Linked DNA regions of Zea mays: region 1 is linked to region 2. A link is a contact called in public Hi-C data. All regions are on one chromosome and are shown on one strand. The core of a region is the stretch at or near the end of the contact, and the rest is flanking DNA. Distances in the headings are between cores, read along the strand shown.

Region 1 (5,714 bases), core at 2,328-4,827, 290 kb before region 2:
AGTTTAGTAGGATTATGATTCAAAAATTCGAGATGTCTATGATGGGGGAGTTGAAGTATTTCCTAGGATTTCAAGTGAAGCAACTCCAAGAGGGCACCTTCATCAGCCAAACAAAGTACATTCAAGACATACTCACCAAGTTTGGAATGAAGGATGCCAAGCCCATCAAGACACCCATGGAAACCAATGGGCATCTCGACCTCGACACGGGAGGTAAATCCGTAGATCAAAAGGTATACCGGTCGATGATAGGATCTTTACTCTATTTATGTGCATCTCGACCGGATATTATGCTTTCCGTATGCATGTGTGCAAGATTCCAAGCCGATCCTAAGGAAGTTCACTTTAGGGTCGTGAAAAGAATCTTGAGATATTTAGTTCATACACCTAAGTTTGGTCTTTGGTACCCCAAGGGATCCACATTTGATTTAATAGGTTATTCAGATGCTGATTGGATAGGGTGTAAAATTGATAGAAAGAGCACATCAGGGACTTGTCAGTTCTTGGGAAGATCCCTGGTGTCTTGGGCTTCAAAGAAACAAAATTTAGTAGCTCTTTCTACCGCCGAAGCCGAGTACATTGTCGCAGGCCATTGTTGCGCGCAATTACTTTGGATGAGGCAAACCCTTAGGGACTGTGGTTACAAATTTAGCAAAGTCACTCTCCTATGTGACAATGAGAGTGCAATCCGCATGGCGGATAATCCCGTTGAGCACAACCGCACTAAGCACATAACCATTTGGTATCACTTTTTGAGGGATCACCAACAAAGGGGGGATATCGAGATTGCTTATCTTAGCACCAAAGAACAATTAGCCGATATCTTTACCAAACCATTATATGAGAAAACCTTTACCAAACTTAGGAAGAGGTAAACATTCTTGATTCTTGGAATTTTGATTGATATTTTGCACACATAGCTCATTTATATACCTTTGATCATATCTCTTTCATTTACTATGACTAATGTGTTTTTCAAGTGTATTTCATGCTAAGTCATAGATTGAAAGGGAAATAGAGTCTTCGGCGAAGACAAGGCTTCCACTCCACTCTACCAGTATTATTTACACTTCGCCATCACTCTGCATCGCTCTCCACTTCGCTCATCGACAGCAGCCCAACCACAACGGTTGGTTTGGTGGTTGGGGCTATAAATACCCCCAACCACCACCACTTCAATGCATCCAAGTTTTCAGCCATTGCATTCAATACAAGAGCTCTATACTTCACTCCAAGACACAAACAAGAGATCAAATCCTCTCCCAAGTCCAAAATCACTCCAAACAATTAGTGGCTAGTGAGAGAGAGATTTTTGTGTTCATTTGAGTTCTTGTCGCTTGGATCGCTTTTCTTCTTCCCCATTCTTGTTCTCAACACCTTTGTAATCAAAGCAAGAGACACCAAGTTGTGGTGGTCCTTGTGGGGTCTAAGTGACCCATTTGATTGAGGAGAAAAGCTCACTCGGTCTAGGTGACCGTTTGAGAGAGGGAAAGGGTTGGAAGAGACTCGGTCTTTGTGACCACCTCAACGGGGAGTAGGTTTGCAAGAACCGAACCTCGGTAAATCAAATCACCGTGTCATCCGCTCTATTTCTTTGGTTGATTTGTTTTCGCCCTCTCTTTCGGACTCACTTATATTTCTAACGCTAACCCCGACTTGTAGTTGTGCTTAAAGTTTATAAATTTCAGATTTGCCTATTCACCCTCCCTCTAGGCGACTTTCAGCCAGGCAGAACGATCTAACTGTCGAGGATTATTATAATTTGATGATGGACAATATCGACGAAGTAATAGATAAAAGATGGGTGTCTCTAGGAGAGATCGAGAAAGACAAGATCATGGTTGGCAAAGCTTATAGCAATAAGGTCAAGGCTAAATCATTTCAAGTTGGAGATATAGTACGAAAGACCATCTTGCCATTAAGAAGTAGAGACCAGAAATTCGACAAATGGTCACCAAGCTGGGAAGGCTCTTTCAGAATCACATAGGTGATAGCAGGTAATGCCTACATGTTGCAAACTTTGCAAGGCGAGAACCCGCCCAAGGCGTTGAATGGTCATTTCTGAAGCAATATCATCTTAGTATGTGGCAAGATGCTTAGAAAAACCAATGTTGTCACATCGAGTTGTTTGTAGCCAACACTAGTGCTTTTGGTTCGCTTGGCTTCCCCAAAAGGCAAGGGGCATGTGTTGACCGCTGTTTGTGGCACTGAGCACAACTGGACGGTCCGGCCCTAAAGCCGAGATGGTCTAGCCTGCGGACAGTCCGCCCTTAGAAGCAGATAGTCTGTGATTAGATCAGATCAAGCGGATTAACTCCTATCTTCACGTGTGTTTATCCCTCTAAACTTGTGGGAGTTGTTGGAGAACGCCTAGTAATAGGTCCATACCTCCCCATTATATAATTGAAGGGGTACGGGCAATTGAAGCGCTAACAATCGAACCAAATCATTATATCTTCTGTTCCTTTACTTTTTCCTTAGGAGTAGACAATAATGTAGCCGTCTTCACCTCGATTCGACTCTGCGTCGTCTGGAGGTGTCAATCCCAAGAAAAACCCTCGGAACTCTCCTCCATGACGGGATCCCTCCTGATAGTTAGATCCAGGTGCTGTTGCGAAAGCCATCGCCTCTGCGCACGTGCGGACTGTCCAACTCGATGTGGAGAACCTCGCTCCTGCTGCCAGGTCACAGACTATCTGACCCCAGGCTACAGACCATGCGCACCTCCGCAGAGAGCACAGCCACAGATACACCTCACACTGATTGAGACCCAGATGGGTGCCAACACACCGCTACATAGGTATTGTTTCTCAGCACGACATCGGTCACATCACTCCGCCGGCGTCCGACTGCAATCCTCCATGTCCGGCTGATATGCAGAGACTCCTTCACGCAATCCTACAGTTCTATTCTCGGATTATTGAAGTACTGGAGCAAAGCGAGCTTGTACTGGAGCTAAAACAATTAAAATCTTGCAATGGAGCTGAAACAAAAAACATGTCATAAATCTATTGCAGAGTTCAAGCTCGTCTCGCAATCTAAATAATAGATGCTAGCAACACATAAAGAAATAGCGACATTCACTGAGCAGCTGGGAACACAGGAATCAGGCAAGTCACAGAAGATGGAGAGATATATGAGAAATCATAAAACAAGGCCAGCGCACTTTGGAACATTCACTGAGGAGTTGGCCGTAGTTGATTGGCGTGCCGACCGGGTGATGAGCGTGGTGCACCGGCGGCTAGGAATGGACGCACCGGCGGGTGGGGAGGAATGCGCCGATGAGTCTGGGCTCATCGTGCAGGTGGCACGTCAGTCGGTCTGCCTCGTCGTGCGGGTGGTGAGGGAGGCGGCCGGCGGGTCCGGGGGCAGAGCTCCCTGTGCGGAACGAGACCATGGCACCTGGGAGATGGGAATGATGCGGGTGTAGGCTCGATATGGGGGTTCGTCGTGCAGAGTGGGGAGGGAGGCGACCTCCGGTGGGTAGCGCGGATCGCCGATGCACGAAGGAAGGGAGGCGGGCGTCGGGTGGGTACCACTGCCAGAGCAAGCGGTGGAAGTTGGTTGGAGAAGAGATAGGTCCCTCGGTCAAGGTAGCATATTTGAGACCTAGGAGTTAAACTCCTATATTAATTTAATTAAAATTTATGAAATAGTGACTTTGTTGGAAAGCTATTTTTTGATCTCACTCCTATATTTTAAAATATGACCTATTTTAGAACCTCTCTTGAAGATGCTCTTATAAGAACAAACCCTAAAATATAAGAACAAGGATATTTAAGTTCAAATGGGCTGGAAACTCTATGATGAAAATCTATACTCTACCATGTACAACATATAAATGAGCAGGTCAGCAGGGGTTGTGCGGTTGTGCCCTCACTACTACATAGATCCGCTCCGGTCCTCTACAATCTAGAGTCTAGAGGTGTGACGGATGAAGTGTCGGGTGGCGTCTTGTCCGTCGTCAGAGCAAATATATAACAACCGGATGTCAAAGAACTAAATGATAACGTAGAAGGAAAAAAAGAAAAAAAAATGTAAACTTACAGTCAGTATATAAAACATGCTTTGGACTTTGGACCACCGGCGCAATAGGACATTACCGTTTTCTCGGAGCAAAGCAGAGAAGGTGGAGAATGGAGGGCCCAAGTGGGCTGTGGCCGTGTCCGTATGATGGAATCCGTCAGGAATTATTTCTTTTCTCGGCCCACCATCCCATCCCCTCCCCTCCCCTTCACTTTTCCGAATATTCGCTTTCAGCCTTGAGGTAAAAGTTTTTTACCGTAAAACATATTGCACGCATCAGCAATTCAGCATCCGCATCACTCATCTCTGCTTGACACCAGCAAGCGCCAGCAAACATGCACTAAAACGGTTTTTTAAATATAAAAGATAACTAAAAACTGTATAATATAATTTTGAGTTCTTAGATCATAATAAATATAGTTAAAATAAAATAAGTATATAAAATCATGGAACGTCTCTTTATTTTTTTCTTAACCCCTAAAAACCACTTGATGAAGTTGTACATGTCCTAAAAATCTAACAAATTTGCACACGCAATCCTGAGTCGGAGTCACTAGCAATTTCAATCCGGTAGGGTGATATGGATAACACTAGAGTAACAAACAGGCAGATACTTATCTCGATCGGATTCGGAATCGGATAGTTAGAAACAGTACGAATACAGATATTGGGACTAGATATTTATTCGGACGGATAAGAACTCCCTAGATAAAGCTGTCTCCAGCAACTTTCTATAAATTTTATCCCCTAAATAAATATTATTTATATTTTACAGTATATTCTAAAAGATTTTATCCTCTATACCTTCCTCATCACCAGCATCATCCTCTAAATCTGTTTCTCTCTATCTAATCTTCTATATTTTTCACCAACGTCTGTTAATAGAAATTTTTGAATCCATATTTATCGACAACATTTTAATTGGTTTACATATTACAAATGGTTTTTTTTTGCATTTCCCCCGACCTGCATCGTTTTCTCCAAATCGTCTGGGCCAAAGCCACCAAACACATGAGCGAGTGCGGCGTGGAGGGGTATGTCGTGCTCGAGGTCCTCCGCCCTGACCCAGTATTCGAGCTCGACCCGACGGCCATGGTGCCTTGCTCACCGGGGGTATGCTCCGCCGCGGGCCACACTTCGTGTGCGCACTGGGCGCGGACGAGCGCGGCACCGTATGCGGCGGACTGGTGGATGGCACGGCCGAGCTCTTGTGCGCCGTCGCGGAGTCCGAGCTTGATCACACGACGGCCACCACCGTCGCGTCCGGATCAGTGCTCGTGGCCAGCGCTGTCGCGTCTTGGAGGCCCGCGACCAGCCGACGGAGGCGGCTGCTCGTGTATTGTATGTCGACTGCTCAGCGTGGTGGAAACCACCGCTGACAACGACGTCGACATGTGCGTCTTCTTCTACCATCGGTTGCACGGGAGTGGACAGGAGGGCGCGCGCGAGCGAAACATTGTATAGCGATCGCTCGCCGGTCCACCAGATTTGCTGGACGAGTAAGCCCCGCTATATTTTAGCGAACGATTTAGCGGCTTTTGTTAGGGTTTTTTACATTGGTCCCTTTAGTATCGCCACACTACTCATTGCTATCCTTAGTTTTTCTTCTTACTCAGTTTTACCCAGCGCTCGTTCCATTTGCTCAGAAATGCGCTTAGACGTCATCTCCGTCCACTTTAACATTACTT
Region 2 (5,813 bases), core at 1,589-4,088:
TCATGTAAATATTTATATTGGCTCAATTCCAAGCAACCTTTGCACTTACATTATGCAAACTAGTTCAATTATGCACTTTTGAATTTGCTTTGGTTTGTGTTGGCATCAATCACCAAAAAGGGGGAGATTGAAAGGGAATTAGGCTTATACCTAGTTCCTAAATAATTTTGGTGGTTGAATTGCCCAACACAAATCTTTGGACTAACTAGTTTGCTCTAGTGTATAAGTTATACAGGTGCAAAAGGTTCACACTTAGCCAATAAAAAGACCAAAGGTTGGGTTCAACAAAAGGGCAAAGGAGCAACCAAGGCTCCTCTGGTCTGGCGCACCGGACAGTGTCCGGTGCACCAGAGGACTTCAGCTCAAACTCGTCGCCCTCGGGAATTTCCAGAGGCTACTCCGCTAAAATTCACCGGACTGTCCGGTGTACACCGGACAGTGTCCGGTGCTCCAAGGGAGGTCGTCCTCAGGAACTCGCCAGCCTCGGGTTTTCACTCCAGCCGCTCCGCTATAATTCACCGGACTGTCCGGTGCATCTGCGGAGCAACGGCTACTTCAGGCGCCAACGGCTACCTGCTGCGCATTTATTGCGCGCCAGCGCGCGCAGAGGTCAGGCACGCCCATGCTGGCGCACCGGACAGTGAACAGTGCATGTCCGGTGCGCCACCGGACATCAAGGCGGGCCCAGAAGTCAGAACTCCAACGGTCAATTTCCAACGGCACTGGTGACGTGGCTGGGGCACCGGACTGTCCGGTGTGCACCGGACTGTCCGGTGTGCCATCGAACAGACGGCCTCCACCAACGGTCAAGTTTGGTGGTTGGGGCTATAAATACCCCAACCACCCCACCATTCATTGTATCCAAGTTTTCCACTTCTCAACCACTTACAAGAGCTAGGCATTCAATTCTAGACACACCCAAAGAGATCAAATCCTCTCCAATTCCATACAAAGCCTAAGTGACTAGTGAGAGTGATTTGCCGTGTTCATTTGAGCTCTTGCGCTTGGATTGCTTTCTCTCTTTAATTCTTTCTTGAGATCAATACTCGCTTGTAACCAAGGCAAGAGACACCAATTGTGTGGTGGTCCTTGCGGGGAGGTTTTTGCTCCCGGTTGATTTGAGAAGAGAAAGCTCACTCGGTCCGAGGGACCGTTTGAGAGAGGGAAGGGTTGAAAGAGACCCGGCCTTTGTGGCCTCCTCAACGGGGAGTAGGTTTGAGAGAACCGAACCTCGGTAAAACAAATTCACGTGTCTCACTTCATCATTCGCTTGCGATTTGTTTTGCGCCCTCTCTCGCGGACTTGATTATATCTCTAATGCTAACCCGGCTTGTAGTTGTGATTATTTTTGAGAATTTCAGTTTCGTCCTATTCACCCCCCCTCTAGGCGACTTTCACTTGTCCTCTGGAAATCTTTGCATGTTCAACAAAATCCTAAACTTCATCTTCAACACTCCAAAACTTCTTTCTATCACATTTCTAACTTTGGCATGTGCATGGTTGAAGACTTCTTTCATACCTTGGGGCGGTGGGCCGTTATGCCATTGCTCGACATGGTACCTTGTACACCGGTATGGTGAAAGGTATCCCGGACGATTTGGGTAACCCGCATCAACCACATAATACTTGCCTACATATTTTGAAAGGTAAACGATGAGACTTAGATGAACTAGTTTAATTGGTTTAAAATTGTTGCAAGAAAGGTGAAGTAAGAAAACCTGGTGGTGGATGTGGAAATTTGTGGTGATGAGTAGTTATGGCATCTTTGAAAACTCTCATGTCATGTGCTGAACCAGGCCATCCCGACAACACAAAGGTAAATCTCATGTTAAAATCACAAACAACAAGCACATTTTGACTGGTCTCATTGTGCCTGTTCAAATATGGAATCCTCTTACTCTTATCAACCACAACCTTGATATGTGTCCGGCGCCTGCGAGTTGAGGTCGAAGGCATCGCCGTCCATGGCAACGGTGAGTCTGCATATGCAGTAACAAAATGAGCCAATCACAGTAGATAAATTAGTAAATTACAATAGTCTAAAATGCATTCAATAAGAAATTAGCCAAAACAAATCCGTTGTTTTCCTGTTCTTTCCAATGTGGCCAGCCGTGCCCCTCCACTACCTTTTCATGGATCAAGAAAAGAGGGAGGAGGCTGAGGGAACGGAGGGAGGCGACGGCTGACCTGCTCGAGGACGGCGACGCCGGTCCTTCCCTGCGTATCGAAGAAAAGAAACGGACCCAGGAACATGCGGATCCCGTGCGGAAGGATAAGAGAGAAAAAAGGATTTTGATGGGCCTTCCAACAAACTAGCCCCAATAATCACCCCTTGGTGCGGAGAGTTTTTTGGGTGGGCTAGTTGCAAAAAACTGGCTCTAGCCCTCCTGTTTGGCTACTTTTGGGCTAGTTCCCAAACTAGCTCTAGCCTTTAGATCCCAACAGGGCCTATAATTGAAATTATTACATAGACCACCGACGTTTGAATCGTTTCATTTTGGAGGATTTGAAATATACTTAATAGACTGGACTATTTTATTTTGAAATTTATCGTTTTTTATTTTTTTTACTATAAAGATCTAAACGAGGTCTACTATTTTTTTTACAAAGTTAGTCAAATTTAATAAAAATTGATCAATACTCATTTCGTTGCGACAGTCAACGAGGCAGAGACGGAGGAGGGAGTACGAGTACATATGTGTGGACGTGTGGTGGCCGGCGAGTGAGCACGACCAGCCCACGGTCAGTAGCCATCGGCCACTACCAGCCTCGGCCGCGGGCTGTGAGCTGGGCGGGGCCCCTTTAAATGCCGGCCATACGCGCGGCCTAAAGCCTCCAGAGCCACGCTGCTTCCCGGCCGAAGCCTCCGTCCGCGGCTCCGCGCCCACGGTTTCCATTCCACCCCCCAGGCCCCAGGCTTGCGCCGACTCGCCACTTGTACCGCCGGCCGGTTTCGCCGAAGGACGAAACGCCTCGCGCGCGGAGACCTGCATATAAGCCGGCCGCGTGTCGTCCGGCGCTCCCGGTACAGGCGATCCGTTCATCATCCGCTGCAAACCACCAGGCACCAGCTCCGCGCGCAGAGGCCGGAGGACTACGACCGACGAGGGCGACGAACACCAAGGCTCCGAAGTCCGAGGAGGCAGGAAGCGGGAGGACGTCGGGAATGGGCGCTGCTCGTGACTCCGCGGCGGCGGGCCAGAAGCACGGCACCGGCACGCGGTGCGAGCTCTGCGGGGGCGCGGCGGCCGTGCACTGCGCCGCGGACTCGGCGTTCCTCTGCCTGCGCTGCGACGCCAAGGTGCACGGCGCCAACTTCCTGGCGTCCAGGCACGTGAGGCGGCGCCTGGTGCCGCGCCGGGCCGCCGACCCCGAGGCGTCGTCGGCCGCGTCCAGCGGCTCCTCCTGCGTGTCCACGGCCGACTCCGCGGAGTCGGCCGCCACGGCACCGGCTCCGTGCCCTTCGAGGACGGCGGGGAGGAGGGCTCCGGCTCGTGCGCGGCGGCCGCGCGCGGAGGCGGTCCTGGAGGGGTGGGCCAAGCGGATGGGGTTCGCGGCGGGGCCGGCGCGCCGGCGCGCCGCGGCGGCGGCCGCCGCGCTCCGGGCGCTCGGCCGGGGCGTGGCCGCTGCCCGCGTGCCGCTCCGCGTCGGGATGGCCGGCGCGCTCTGGTCGGAGGTCGCCGCCGGGTGCCGAGGCAATGGAGGGGAGGAGGCCTCGCTGCTCCAGCGGCTGGAGGCCGCCGCGCACGTGCCGGCGCGGCTGGTGCTGACCGCCGCGTCGTGGATGGCGCGCCGGCCGGACGCCCGGCAGGAGGACCACGAGGAGGGATGGGCCGAGTGCTCCTGAGTTCCTGATCCAGACGGGCCCACGTCCGTTGCTGCCGTGCCGCCGCTGCACCTGCACTGTGTACCGAGCCGGACCTCCGAGATAGACTCGGGAGAAAAATGTAACAACGTGTGGGCGACGTTTGTTTGTTTGTTCTTTTTCTTCTTAATCAAATAAATATATCGTAGGCGTACGAGCGAGGGTCCAAGGGATTGATCGTGTGGCTGGTTGGCTGCCTCTCGTCAAGCCGATTTGATTTGACTTGATTACACAACATACACTCATGTGGTCTGGGACGATGCTGTGGTGGCCTGGTGGGGGCGCATTGGGCCATTGGCTGGATATTTTCTTTGCCCAATGCGCGCGCATCAAAGTTGTTTGTTAATCGGGACTAAAAACCACATGTGGACCGTGTGTGCTAGCTTCGGCGGCAAGGCCTTCTTCCGGATGCTCTCTCTCTCAGCCATGCTTTTTTTTAAGGGGGGAAAAAGGAGTCGCTGTCGTCTGTCACCCAGGCCAGGAGTTCGTCCAACCTTGTCCGCTGCCGCTCGTTTCGACGTAGTGGTTGCGGCGTGCTCTTCGAATTTGGTAACTGCGACACAGTTGAACAGCAACGGCCACGGGCCACGGCTCGTCTCTGATCCTCGTGAGAACGCGTGTGCGTGCGCAGGGCGGTAGCGTGGAACCACCCGCTCGCGCAGGGGGCCTCACAGCTCGAGACACCGAACGCGTCGGCGACTCGCCATCGCCATCGCACACCGCGAGCGTGCGGTAGACGGCCAAGCAGACCGCGGCGTGACTCGCTTCGGTCGCTCTGTCCACTCTAGTCCGCACGCGCGTAAGGCTAGGGCGGAGCGGGGAAATCACCCGCCGGACGGACACTCCACCTACAGGAAGCACGAGAAGCCCCTTTTTTTACCGGGTAAGAGCCCGGCTCGGCCCGATTTATATATGCTCGGACTGGCCTGCCACAAATAAGCGGACCGAGCCCGAACAGAAAAATGAGTCCGACGTGCTAGTTCCGTCCGGTCCATTTAGCCCGTTTTTCGATTGGCTTTTTTCGTGCTCACCGGATCGGGCCGATCTGTTTAGGTCTATGCAAGAAAATGAGCATGCGGGCTTGGAAGGCTCAACCTAATTTTCCAACCGTGTCTGGCGGTACGAGCTTCACCAGGTAGAGATGTATAAATGGGTGGGCCGTGCTGACCCGACACGGGCCCGCCTTCGGCCCGGCACGTTTCGACCCGTTAGGTTGACGGGTCGTGCCGGACCGGCCCGCAGCCCGTTAAGGCCCGCCGTGCTTTGACCGGGTGGGAAGAAAAATAAGTAAAAAACAGACTAAAAATAAGCTTTGCTAGGATTTGAACCTTGGTTGGAGGGTTTAAAATGCTTAGCTACACCACTCTAGCCAACTAAACCAAACTTTTTTTGTGTCTAAACTATTAAAGTTGTTTCTAATATACAAATAAATGCACTGGAAAATAAAATAAAAAAACCGGGCCGTGCTCGGGCCGGCACGGCGTGCCACGGCAGCGGCCCAAGGCCGGCCCGACTAACGGGTCATGCCGTGTTCGTGACGGGCCAAAACCGTGCCGTGCCACGGGCCGCCCGACGGGCACGGCCCATTTGGACATCTCTATCACCAGGTCGGACGAGGCGACCCATTTGTACACGTATAACTCCACCCAGACAAGGCCGCCCCTGCCCAGATATTTGGCCCATTTAAGGAAGAGAAGTTTTTCTTACTTAGAGTTGCTCAATCAATTACGGGTTATTTTGGGAGCAAACTTAGAACGATCACAAGCAAGAGAACTAGAGAGAGGGGAGAGGAAGAATCGAATCGTAAAGTAAATGATCACACAAATGAACACGGCAATTTATTTACCGAGGTTCAATTTCAAAGAATCTACTCCCCGTTGAGGATGTCACGTAGCTCGGGTCTTTTTGAACCCTTCTCTTCTCTCAAACTGTAACACCCCTGGTGTTA

What was found. Hi-C and Micro-C count contacts between places; a contact is called where the count stands out from the background.
Region 1: a contact with region 2 is called in a Hi-C map of bundle sheath, with 2.9 times the contacts expected there. The contact joins the promoter of LOC100278031 here to the promoter of LOC100281064 in region 2. A contact is called at or near these places in 5 of 25 Hi-C or Micro-C datasets (bundle sheath, ear, endosperm and 2 more).

The regions. Positions count from the first base shown.
Region 1 is chr5:89,969,447-89,975,160 of Zm-B73-REFERENCE-NAM-5.0, reverse strand. LOC100278031 reads right to left here and starts at 3,577. Exons shown (of 1, transcript NM_001364313.1): 1 at 2,985-3,577. The coding sequence starts at 3,397. The coding sequence ends at 3,242.
Region 2 is chr5:89,681,080-89,686,892 of Zm-B73-REFERENCE-NAM-5.0, reverse strand. LOC100281064 (B-box zinc finger family protein) reads left to right here and starts at 2,838. Exons shown (of 1, transcript NM_001153983.2): 1 at 2,838-4,019. The coding sequence starts at 3,167. The coding sequence ends at 3,847.